2 separate regions of the Gossypium hirsutum genome follow, and region 1 is linked to region 2. Evidence: chromatin contacts called from public Hi-C data. All regions are on one chromosome and are shown on one strand. Each heading gives the region's core, a stretch centred on a gene start, on an enhancer-like site or on the middle of the called end of the contact. The rest is flanking DNA. Distances are from core to core; before and after follow the strand shown. Region 1 holds the start of LOC121202992 (putative ammonium transporter 1 member 5). Region 2 holds the start of LOC107896999 (BI1-like protein).

Region 1 (2,794 bases), core at 129-2,628, 200 kb after region 2:
AGCCCCACCTGCCTTGTCAACTCCATGTCGGCCATTTCATCATCAGCTGAAACCCTCAGAAGCCCAAATTTATGAAGAAAATAAAACAGGGTCCCCATTGTAGCACTCACCCACCCAACAATGACCAAAATCTGGATAATATGAGCAGCCAACAGCCTCCCTCCACCTCCCATAAACAAACCATATCGAACCGGCCTGCTGGGGTAGACTTCCCTCACATACTTTTCCGAAGCAAACAAAGCTGTAAAAATTAGCCCCAAAGCCCCACATCCACCATGCAATTGAGCCGCTCCTAATGGATCATCGTACCTCACTTTCTCGGCCAAATTGTTGCAACTGGTCAACACCCATGCAGCCACAAAGCCACAGATAATGGCAGCCCAGGGTTCAACAACAGAGCAGCCTGCTGTGATAGCAGCAAAACCACCAAGTAAACCACTGCAAACATCGGTCACATCCCAATGACTTGTCAAGATCCATTTCCCAAAAAGGGTAGTCAACGCCGACGTGCATCCGGCTAGAGTGGTGGTCACCGCTGTTCTCCCCACCGCACTCCACTGCCCATAATGGTTTCCAGAGGTGTACAAACCGGAGATTTTGTTAAATGAACCGGGGTTGAACCCATACCAACCGAACCAAAGTATGAAAGTTCCAAGAACAACAAGGGTTGCATTATGATCACGCAAGGCAACTGACCTGCCCCAAGAGTCGAAGCGGCCTATCCTTGGTCCTTCAATAAGTGCACCCCATAAACCGGCTACACCACCAACCATATGAACAACCCCTGAACCGGCAAAGTCAATAACCCCACTACCAAAGAGGAAGCCATTATCTACTCGAAAAGCAGTGGCCCAACCATCAGTCGCCCAAAACCAATGAGAAACAACAGGGTAAACAAAACCGGTTAAAAAAGATGAATGGATAAGATAAGCAACGAATTGGGTTCTTTCAGCCATGGAGCCACTAGCAATCCCGGCAGCTGAAACAGCAAAAGCCCAATGATAAAGGAAATTGCTCTAATCAAAGGAAGATGAAGGAATGGATTATAAGCCAAAATTGTGGCGACCAATGAAACCGCCATTGGAAGGGGAACCAAAGGCAAAAGCAAACCCGAAAAGGTAATAGAAGAGGCCAGCGATGGCGGCGTCGAGGACGTTAGTGAGCATGACGCTGATGGCGTTTTTGGCACGGACTGAGCCAGCGCAAAGCATGGCGAAGCCAAGTTGCATGAAGAAGTTAAGGTAAGCTGAGAAGAGAAGGTAAGTGTTGTCAACGGCAAAGGAAGCGTCACTGAACTTGTTGCATATGTAGTCAGCTGCCGCAATGGCGGTGGCGTTGGGGCAGAGGAGCGCAGCTAGGTCCGCTGAACAAGTTCCCATCGCCTAAAATGGTATAGAGAAATTCATGTTTATGGTTAATATGGGCAGCAATATCCACTCAAATACTCAATCATGAACTTGAGGAACAATTAAGCACAATGGATGTTAGTAGGGTATCCATTATCATTATAATATATTATCCCAATTGACTGGGTTGGATCTTTGTTTTTATCAGTCTCAACTTTCAAGCACTTGCACATCGGCATGGGTATAAAATTCACTCTTGTAAGAACTTTGTCATTTTCATTTTTGGGGAAGAACATATATAATGAGGCAAATACTTTCATAATTCGGTACAAAAACTCTTTCCTGTGATAAGAACGAAAAGTTAAAAGTTTTTCTATGGCTCACGTTCAGCCACTAAGTTTTTGTCATTTGGGAGTGCAAAATTAAAAGTACTGTAAGTACCATCTTCCTTCTCTTGTTTTAACCTCAAACCAAATTAGCCAAATCTTGAATTTGATTTCGTTGTTGCCATTAAAAAAATGTTTTTGAAAAGAGGGGTAGAAATATGATGTAAAAAATGTGTGTTTGTTAATTTTTAATATTCTCTATTGTTAGTTAAAGATCAAAATGCCTTTTTGACGTGTCGGTAAAAAGTTAAAAATTAGTTAAGTTATATTAAATTTAAATAATTTAAAATAATGGTGAATGAAGTATAAATTTTAAGTGCATAACTTATATTAGGTTATCATAAAAGACATATTTTTTAGACATTAATAAAATAGTTTTACGTTATTAAATTTTAAAGATAACAAAATATTATTATACACTCATCTATATTTACTATTTTCTTCATCTTAATTTAACCTTAATTAAATTTATTAAAATAATTAACTTTTAAAATTATAAACTAACATTTTTTCTTGTTCTACAATTTTTAATCATTTTGTTTTCTTCCCAAAGTTAATATTTTTTTATTTTTGTGCAATCAATTTTTTTAAAAAAAATATTAGTTTTTAGGCAGTGGGTTCTTTTTCCATTTTAAATTGTTTTCTATTTCATATTATACCTTTTTTCAAAGTAAAAATTATATTCCATTGAATCTTTAGTAATAAGAATTGTGTAAATTTTAAAGTTTTTGTTATGAATATCTTATTAAGTGGATGCCTATTAAGATAAAATCAATTTTGATGTACTTTAAATTCTAATAGTGATTAGAAGTAAATCTTTACTCATTTATATTTTTTATTCTTATAAATAGAGACTTTTGAGAAATATTGTAAAGATTCCGATTGATAAATAAAATACGCTCTCTTTTTTTCTCTTCCATCCTCTTTCTTCTTTCTTCTTTGTCTTTTATTTTATAACATGTTATCAGCACAATTATCTTTTAATTGTGTTTCTCCATAAGTCGCAAAAATATCCTCAAATTTACTGTTGTTGATTGCCTCCTAGAGTTGCTCTATTTCAAT
Region 2 (2,831 bases), core at 42-2,541:
AGGGCCACAACACTACATGGATTAGGTTTTATTGTTAAGACTTAAGATAGAGCATGGTAATGTGATAAAACAATGTAGCAGCGCTCTTTAAAATCTTAAAGTAAATGCTCGGGAACAATTTAGAAAGGGAGACTTTTCTAGTTCAGGTCTATCATCAATCTGAAAATAAGGTTAAAACTTAAAAGAGAACTAAGATTTCATTACTACCAAGAGCTGGAAATCTATCATACTGATTTTATCATTAGAAGAAAGAAACTCTAGGCCATTATAAACTGTAGTACTAAAATCTAGGCATAAAAGGCATACTATATCAGCTTTCGAACCATCAAAGCAAACATGAAGATCTCCTGCTTTTGATTAGGTTAAGAACAGTGCAGATCACTTTATTAAAAACCTAATACAACATAAAAATTACACAATGAGACAGCTAAAAGATCTATATTCTAAACCCTCAAATTCCCCACGAAAGGCATCCGGATCCGGAAAAGTGAACAGATAGAATCACTCTATACAGAAAAATGGCAGAAAATGCTGACTATAAAAGCAATTAGTGTTGAAATTTGAGGTCAAGACTCGATTCACAAACGTATTGAATCTAACCTTAACCGACGCTTGAAAGATATTAACTTCATAATAAGAATTTAAAAAGTGAACTAATAAACTAGAAGGAGGCCTAAGAACTAGTACTATTTCTTTCATAACAGTTCAAATTTACCAAGTTCAAAAGGTGTGGAAAAAGAAAGAATCAAGATTGAAAAATGAAAGGAATATATAAAGGAGAGGACTTTACAGATGAAAGGGACTAAACAGAGGAAGAGCAAGATGCCAGAGTTTCCACGGAGGAGCTCGTTGACCGGAGCCGAGAACACCACAAAGGCGGAGACCACGGTGGTTAACACTAGCTGTGCCGCAACGATGCCGTAAACCTTTCGGATAAAGCCCCATCGGAGCTGGTTCTCACCGTAGCTGAGTCCCGGGTACAGAGTGTCTCCTGACTCTAGATCTACCTTATCCGCCTTACTGACACTCGTGCTGCTCACACGCTCGTATCTGTACATTTTTTTTTCTCCTGCTTTTCTTTTCTTTTATTCTCGTTTGATTTTCAGGGAAATGAGATGAGAAGAAAGAAACAGAGGGAAATTTTGTTGTAATTTTGTTTCTTTCTGAATAATGTATTGTATCATAAGAGAAGATAACCAATCTAAAAAGCCTTGAGGTGGGATCTACGCGTTATTAGCAGCTAGTATTCCATCATGAAATCATGTATTTTATGGGAAGTTCTTAAGTTATTTAAATGCATAATGATTTACGTGGATTTTAGTAATTAATTAATTTTTAAAAATTAAAATATTAAAAAATATTTTTATATTTTATATAACTTTTAATTTTTTTCAAAATTATATTTATATACTTTTCTGAATTTTTAAAATTTTAAAAAGTTAATTAATTATTTACGTGACATTTACGTATATGTCATGTCAATGGAGTTAATAAATGTTAATTTTTTTATTTATTTTGGAGTAATTTGACAAATAATGCAATCCTAAGGTTAAAAAACTTTAAATGGAAGGCTAAAATATTTTTTTTTAAAGTTTAGAGAGTCAAATAAATCATTATGTCTTATTTAAATAACTTTTAGATTTTATTACAATTTAATGTTACTCTCAAACTAGAGTTGTTACTCATTGATCTGAGCGTTCACTCTACAACCCATGTCATAGGTTCAAGTCGTAATAATTATCTACTTGTAATGTGTGTTGCTAGTAATTTGCTATTATAAATAATGTATAAATTGTACCAAAAAAATGTTAATCTCAACAAAAGAATTTAATTTAATGTTTGTTATACTTGAAAAAAACTCGAACTCCAAGCTTAAGATAAACAACAATAAAAAGGGCCAAACTCTTACAAACGTTCAGATGGCACAAAACCAACAAAGAAGCTAAAGGCACTAATATGGAATCTTGAATTCGATTATTGAATTTGATGTTACTCAAATAAATTGATTTTATCCCATCCATACATGTATTGAGCACGATCTTATCGGATTAAGAACACATACCTTAGCCAACCACATATTAGTCCCCTCAAATCCCCAACAACAACAACGATAGAAACAACAAGGGGCTAGAGGATAAAGAGAGAAAGGTGATAAAGAGGTAAAGGTTTTCATAAAAGGCAAGACTTCCATAACCAATAGAATCAAAGTATATTCTTTTAAGCTTTCATCATCTTCCCTTCACTAACTTAATCATTGAATAACATCCTAAAGAAACTACTCTAATGCCCCATAGTTCTTCTTTTTGTCTTGCAAGCCTGATGTAACAACCTTTACCTAGATTGATGATAGCCACAAATAAGGGAAGTCACATTTAGATGTTTAAAGTCATATATAAAACTTTGGCATGGCTTAATTCGTGCCCAAGACAAAAACCAAGAAATTTTGAATCAATTTCGAATATAAAAACATAAATTTTCACGAAGCAGTAGTCCATATCTCAAGGCAAGTATAGCATGTCTCAAGACATGAGACCCCTAGAGTTAAAATTGTGCTGCCAACTTGTAGAAAACTTAAATTTAAGTCTTTAAACACTTCAAATCATTCCAAAGCATAACCAAAACATACTAAATCGCACAACATCAAATACTAACATTTGAGGACATTAAAATAGCTCTCATTCACCAAGAAAATTTACCACATTTTCAATCTTATTGTATATCAAGACCAAGATAATAACAAAACATACTTTAGTGACTCATAAATCCATACTAACAATCCAATGCCATTACAAACAAACAAAAATACCTAAGTACATGACATACTATAAACC

The links. A called contact is a pair of places that touch in the nucleus more often than the background predicts.
Region 1: a Hi-C map of leaf shows a contact between it and region 2, with 2.2 times the contacts expected there. The contact joins the promoter of LOC121202992 here to the promoter of LOC107896999 in region 2. A contact is called at or near these places in 6 of 34 Hi-C or Micro-C datasets (hypocotyl, leaf and petal).

The regions. Positions count from the first base shown.
Region 1 is chrA10:25,003,786-25,006,579 of Gossypium_hirsutum_v2.1, forward strand. LOC121202992 (putative ammonium transporter 1 member 5) reads right to left here and starts at 1,379. Exons shown (of 1, transcript XM_041078509.1): 1 at 1,044-1,379. The coding sequence starts at 1,379. The coding sequence ends at 1,044. LOC107896997 (ammonium transporter 1 member 1) reads right to left here and starts at 1,661. Exons shown (of 1, transcript XM_016822326.2): 1 at 1-1,661. The coding sequence starts at 956.
Region 2 is chrA10:24,807,434-24,810,264 of Gossypium_hirsutum_v2.1, forward strand. LOC107896999 (BI1-like protein) reads right to left here and starts at 1,292. Exons shown (of 4, transcript XM_016822329.2): 1 at 791-1,292; 2 at 1-12. The coding sequence starts at 1,058.